Regions from separate parts of the Rattus norvegicus genome. Here region 2 is linked to region 1. A link is a contact called in public Hi-C data. All regions are on one chromosome and are shown on one strand. The core of a region is the stretch at or near the end of the contact, and the rest is flanking DNA. Distances in the headings are between cores, read along the strand shown. Region 1 holds the start of Kdm6a (lysine demethylase 6A). Region 2 overlaps Ndp (norrin cystine knot growth factor NDP).

The links. Hi-C and Micro-C count contacts between places; a contact is called where the count stands out from the background.
Region 2: a Hi-C map of kidney shows a contact between it and region 1, with 6 times the contacts expected there. The contact joins the enhancer-like site here to the promoter of Kdm6a in region 1. A contact is called at or near these places in 2 of 12 Hi-C or Micro-C datasets (frontal cortex and kidney).

What each region holds. Positions count from the first base shown.
Region 1 is chrX:7,058,156-7,061,680 of GRCr8, forward strand. It overlaps Kdm6a (lysine demethylase 6A), which reads right to left and starts at 1,805. Exons shown (of 30, transcript NM_001427597.1): 1 at 1,287-1,805; 2 at 1,012-1,075. The coding sequence starts at 1,444.
Region 2 is chrX:8,389,810-8,393,222 of GRCr8, forward strand. All of the region lies in intron 1 of Ndp (norrin cystine knot growth factor NDP), which reads left to right. Among named protein-coding and RNA genes, the nearest start is that of Ndp, 12 kb to the left of the region's middle. Within about 2 kb of position 1,397, at least 27 of the 93 cell types and tissues checked have an H3K27ac peak or open chromatin away from gene starts, as enhancers often do.

The DNA.
Region 1 (3,525 bases), core at 555-3,054:
CCTTTGTTCAATAGCTTACGATGGGTAACTAAATGTGCTACAGGTTGATAAGCGTTTACCAGGCTTATGCAAGCTATTTCAAAGCTAGAAAAGGGGACAAAAATTCTATATGCAAACAATCTGTGATCATTTTTATTAACTACGGAGCTACATACTCTAAAGGAGAGGCCTATTCTTCTTTGATACTATTTATTTCCATGTTTACCTCTCCTCCCTCTCCCAAACCGCCCCCCCCCACTTTCTCCTCCCACCCTGTCCCGCCATCTTGGGCCGACAGAAGCAGCCATTACTTAACTAAATGACAGTACCAACAACTTTGCACACAAATAAACAAGAGACTACACCCTGAACCTCCCCAACTGCCCCTGACAGACTCACAGGAAACGAAGCTCCAGAAAACACACTCACACAACTGTGATAGATCTAATGGCAGAAAGATCCAAAAAGTAAACAAGTCACCTAACTTCAGGTAAAGCACACACCGATTGAGATACGTGTCAACAGCCCCATGCAAACTCTTTACAGACCTAAGCTGCGTGCAACTTCCCCCTTCAGGGAGCAGAGACAAGAAGCCATCCCGAAATGTTTGGCTAACAGCAGACATTAGGGACAACCTGCCTAAAGAGGCTTTAAAACCAGGGGAGAAAACGAGCGGGGAATTTAAGGAAATCTGCACCCGTTTACGAACTCATGACTCTCCACATGATCTCCTCGGAGATCATCGGCCTAGCCCCCAAGGGCGGTAAAATCGGAGGCAATTTGGAAGCCCCACAAGAGCTTGGCCCCGAATGCGCTGCTGCCTCTGTCCTCTGGCTAAGAGAAGTGATCTCTCAAGAGAACAAGCGAGGTACCAAGAGGTAGAGGAGAGCGCAGCAGCAGGAAATAGTTTTCCGGAAGCCCCTCGGCCGTCGTTCGAGGCCACAATGAGTGGTGACCCGGTCCCGGGGCCCCGGGCGATCGCGCCTCTGGCCCTAGAGACCGTGTCCGCGCTCCGGCCCGCGGCTGCCTCACCTTGCCCAGCAGGGCCTTCATCCTGGCGCCATCTTCATGAAACCTCACGAACCCGAAAAGGCGGCTGCGGAGAAAGACACACGCGGTTCGTTAGTGCTCCGGAAAAGCCACCGACCGGTCCGTGCCAAAGCCCGAGGCCCCGGCATCAGCAGCGCCGAGAGCTCCAAGCCGAGGTGCCCGCCCCACCGCCGCCACAGGCGAGCCGCGCTCCGGCCTCCTCGGAGAGCAGCGCCTGCCTGTCCGGAGCCGCCCCGGCCGTTGCCCGCTCCTCATACCTGTCCAGTCCACCGAGCGCCTCCCTCTCTTCGGCTGTCAGGCTAGGGGACGCCTCCTCGCTCTCGCCGCTCGCTTTTCCCGCCGCCATTTTCTTTTCCTCATCACCGAAAGCGGCGGCGGCGGCGGCAGTAGCGAGCGACACTCCGCAGGATTTCATGGAAACGTAGCGAATTCACAACTCCAACGCCGACACCCCCCTCCCCGGACCGGAGCCCGCAAGGACGCTTTCAATCTCCGCACGGGACCGGCACACCAACTTTATCTCTGCCTCCTCCTCTGCCGCGAGAGGCGGCGGCGAAAAATCCTAACGCGGTAGAGGTGAAGGCAGCGGCCGCACAGGCTGTGGAGCCACTGGGTCGGGAGCAGCGACGACTCGGCTGTAGGGTCACATCGCGGGGGTGGGAAGGGGACAGCCACAGGCAGGGACGACGGGAATGGCCGGAGCGCGCGAGGAGCGGGATCTCCGGGGGGATTCGTAGGAGACACAAACTTCCCCGGCACCAGCACAAAGTTGTTGTAATTGTGTCACACAGCAAACCCCACGCCGCCGCCGTGACCCCCCCTCCCCTGCCCGGCCAGCGCGGCCAATCACAGCAGCCCTCTAGGCCCACGTGACCTTTGTTGACTCGCGTCAGTCGTGGCTCCACTCAACTTGCTAGCTGCTTTAGCCCCGCCCACCAAGGCCGCCACAGACCCGGGAGCGGGATGCTCGCCAGTTCTGGTCCGTGGTTGGCTGATGGGCGCGTCTGTCCTGAGTAGGGTTGTCACCGAGTGGGAGCAGCTGGTTAGGTTGTGCTACTTAAATACACGAGCAGAGAATGAAGGGTCCCGGCCGGGTCCCTTCGGGATCCGTGGTGGGATCCGGAGGGGGAGGGGAGCGCTCTGGCGGGGCGAGGTCCGGCACCGCCCGCGGCGGGCGAGAGCCCGGACGCCGAGGACTGCCTCTGGCTTCCCGGAAGCTCTGGGGTAGGCCAAAACTGGCTTTCGGTGGTCCGGCCGGCGCTCGCGCACTCCGGGAATATCGATCCCCACAGGGAGGGACAGCAGCTGAGTCGCGGGGAGGGAACACTCAGTCCCATACCTCTGCCCTCGGTAGAAGGCGCACTCTTTGCCCCTGCTGGAAATAATAGCCTCCACGAGGAGTGCGCCAGAGGAGCAGCAGCCGGCCCCACACCCGTCAGCCTGGGCGCCGCCCTAGACAAGGCCGCACAGGCAGTCGGAAGCCCCCTTCCTCTCAGAAGGGAAAGGGGAAGGGGAAAAGGTCCCCTGAACCCTGCCCACACATCCCAGGCAGGATGGAATGAAGAGTTGCCTGCGGGGGTCTGGCGCGCTGGCCCCGGCACCCCACCGCCAAAGGTCTGTCTGTTGGCAGCACTTTCGGGCCAAGTATTCCTGCTGCTTGCATATACCCTCTGCCCTAGCAGTAATTCGTTAATACTGTGCTGTCCATCTCAGTGGGTCCTCCATGAAGAGTAGGAGCTGTATGTGAACTGGCCATTAATAAATAGAACCTTCAACGCAGCTTCCTGACCAGAAAAGCCTTTTTCTGCTTCCACTACTTACGGAAACCCTTAGCAGTAGTAACATTTGCTCGCTCTTTCCCTCACGTGCAAATAAATCTGGTGTTTGATCCATAGTATAATCAGGAGATAGACCAAACCTTCTATCGACTATTTTGGAAAGGCAGATATAATGTGATGTATCTCATCACACCTCCAGTCTTTGGGAATAGGAAATATTATTAATAAATGAACTATACGAAGAAAAGATCCCTTTATAAACCAAGTTCTATATGTAAGTTTGCACCTGTAATCAATAAGATATATTTAAACAGATTTCAGAATATGTACTGCTGAGTCAGTAAATCCTAGCTGTATTAAATGAGGGACTAAAAATCCCAACTAATTTTGCAGACAGACAGAGCTTTAAATTGTTGCCTGGAGACTAGTAACTAGATGAATAAACTCTAGTTTTATATGGATTGTATTTCGTGTTTAATTACACTTTTACAAAACATGTTCTTCTATGGTGTTCTATTTTACTTGAATGAGTGAGTACAGGGGACTGAATATTTTCTATACCTAAATTAACATACGAATTGTTAAGTGTCACAAATTGTGACCTTCAAAACCTGGGAGGGTTTTGGCCCACTACCACATGGACACTTGCACAAGCAGAAATGAAATCTGTCAGTATTTGGCCACATCACCAAAGTTACTGGTTTTTGTCAGTCCCTTT
Region 2 (3,413 bases), core at 147-2,646, 1.3 Mb after region 1:
AATAATCTTAAACCATTCAGTGAGTGCAGAGGATGCTTTATATCATCCAACATGCTGTTTACAGTTTACAAATTAAGTGTTGTGGGAAGAAGCATCTGACTTATTCTCCAAGGCATCTCCTTGACTAAATCCCATGGGAATCCTTTAGTTTCCTGGGAAGGTGCTACTTAGCACTTGGCACTCTCTGAATAAAACTCAGAATTTTTTGTATGAAGAATTATCTAGTAGCAAGCTTTCTTCCAGCCTTACAGTTTTAATTCCCTTCTCTTTTTTATATAATTTAATTGCTACTGTGTACTGCATTCTTTACCTTATTCCTGACTCATATTTTTAAAAATTACAGCATATATCTGTGAGTAGTGGTGAGTATCTTTCATCCAAGAACCCATGAGGCAGAGGCAGATGGATCTCTGTTAGTTCAAGCCCAGCCTGATATAAAGAGTTCCAGGAGAGCTGGAAGCAGGTGTATGTCTTTGAGCTCAAGGCCAGCCTCTCTCTACAGAGAGAGTCTGTGCTACATAGAGAGACCCAGTCTTGGAAAACAAAACAAAACTACAATAAATAATAAATATTTCTGTCTGATACACTGAGTCCATTCCAAAGTCATTATATTTTACCTACTTCACTACATCTTCTCTTAGATGATGTTCTGCATGCTGGGTATAATTTAGTTGATAAATGAGGAGTATCAATGGGACCATAAAATTAAAAAGGAAAATAACAGGCCCAGATTTGTTACTTATAAACACTGTGAACAAAAAGATATATTTAAGATAGGACCTACTTTTTCCTCTGACCTTTAGCTTTTTAATTTGTTTTAGTTGCTAGGCGTTTACCTCTGAGCCTCCGCATGTCAGCCACTAGCCCCTTACCCCAATCCTTGTATTTTATCTGAGTAAAAGTAGATGGTAGGTGCTCAATTCATAAATATATGTGTTGAATAAATGTTTTATGAAAGAAATAGGGAGAGAACACCTGACTATTTCAGGACTGAAAGAGCCCGGGAAAGGATAGATACGGAAATACTGCCCTTCTTTGTCTCACAAGTAGGGCAAAACCAAGGTCGTTCTTGGCACATGACACTTGTCTTAGCCTGTTGCTGGAATCACTTGTGCAAAGCTAGTGCTTTCCTCACTGCCAGGCACAAGGTCAGCCCTGGAGTGAGCTGCTCCCTGGGCACAGCACCATCTCTCACCCAGGAGGTTGCGATATTATTTCAATGAGGATGACAGGTGGGGAAATCTGGGCACCAGTTGTTCTTTTCCACTGATAGTGTTTGGAGGGTAACTCCAAACTCGGGCATGCTGGCCTACGTGATTCTCCTGCTGCAAAGGGCTCTGTACTGGAGCCATGAGAACGTGGGCTCTGTCCTGTGGCCAAATTCAGGTCTCAGAGACCAGAGCAAAGCACAAAGCACAATGGGGACACAAGACTACTGAGTTCTCTTGTTCAACTCATCATGGGCTGCCTGGCTGAGGACCTAAATCCTGATAGCCAGCATTTGAGTTTGTTCTGTATGGCATAAACAAATAGAACAAAGGAATTAATTTAGTTTCAAGAAAAATGCTAGAGGCTTCTGTTAAGCCGATATACACTAGCTTGGCAAAAAACAAGGTATCCTGTGCTAGCGTGAATTTTCTTAATTCCTTAGTTCTCCCTTGTACATCCCTGCTCACGGTGCAGATCCTGGTCTGTGCTCACTGCAGCTTGACTCAGTGTCCTCCTTTCTTGACCTCTATTTTTACAAACTCATCTTCAGCACAGCAGTGCTGGCTCATTCAATTTGTATATCTAAAGCAAAACCAAAATGCAGCATGAATCTTAGCTGTTGCCAAGTGTTGTAGTACAGGCCTGTAATTCCAGCATGCCTCAGGATCTCAAGTTGTCTACTTAGTGAGAGTCTGTCTCAACAAACAAACAAACAAACAAACAAACAAACAATTGCTTGGCTGGAGAGATAGCTCAGTGATTAAGAGCACTTGTTGGTCTTGCAGAGGACCTGGATTCCTTCTGTTCCCAGAACCCACATTATGGTTCACAGTCATAAACAACTTCATATCTAAGGCATTTGATGACGTCTTCTGATCTTCTCCAGCATCAAGCATACATTTTATATAAAAATAAACAAATCTAAACAACAAATACTACTAATAATAAAACAAATTCTATTGTTATATTGTAAAGAGCTCACTTTTGTGTTTTGAAATTATGATGAATTCTGTGTTTGTTATCATTGTTTGCATTGTTATTTCAGTGTTAATAGAAAAACTGAAGAAAAATGTCATGGCTCGTATGAATGTAATAGAGGCAAAAATCTTAAATGTAGACATAAAGTAATTTGTCACTTTTCTGTCGTTTTAAATTTATGTATATGGGTATTTGTTCTGCTTGTATGTCTGGGCATCATTGTGTGCCTGGGACCAAAGGAAGCCAGAAGAAGGTGTCAGGTTTACTGGAACTGTAGTTACAAAAGATTGTGAGCCTCCATGTAGGTGCTGGGAATGGAGCCTGGGTCCTCTGGAAGAGCAGCCAGTGTTCCTAATCATTGAATCACCTCTGCAGCCCCCTTTTGTTTTTCATAACTAGTTTTGAGTAAAGTTTTTCATGTCAAAACTACAAATCAGTTCACAGGGCTCAGGATATAAGGTTCAGTCAGTGAAATAGCTGCTGCTCTAACATGAGGACCCCTGTGGGTTTAGACCCCTGGCACCTATATCAAAGCTCATGTCTATAACTCTAGCACAGGAGGTCTCCTGATGTTCCATGGTGAGATGTGAAATAAATAAAAACTCACATCTCCAGCCCAGAAGATATCACTAATTGATAACCTCTCTCAAATGAAAAATTGGTTTTCTTCAACAGAGTCTCACTGGGTATACATACCACACTTAACACAGGCCTCATTCCCAGCAATAGATGGCCAACACAAAATGAACTGAATGCTATTTTTGGAGTTTGTTTTGTCTCACAATGCTTTGAGCATTTTTTTTAAACATTATGGTTTGCAGGTTTGTGTTTTTATGGGAATCTCTGTTTGCAAATGTGTATATCTCTGCATCTATATGTGTTTCTTGTGCTTTTTGTTTGTTTTGTCCTATTCCTGTTTGTTTCTTCTTATTTTATTTTTTATTTACTTATTTGTTTTCTTGTGTGTGTGTGTGTGTGTGTGTGTGTGTGTGTGTGTGTGTGTGTGAGAGAGAGAGAGAGAGAGAGAGGTGTTTTGGGTGGGTGAGGAGGTAGAGGTGGGCAGGATCTTGAAGCTGGGGGAGGGGAGATTGTATAAGAATATATTGAATGGAAAAATCAACTTTCCGTAAGAAAAAAAATGTTCTTTTGCAGCTTTTGCTCATTAAGATATTTGGGCACATGCTTGATCTGTTTTAAAGAGAGGTCACTATGAGCATGTACACAAA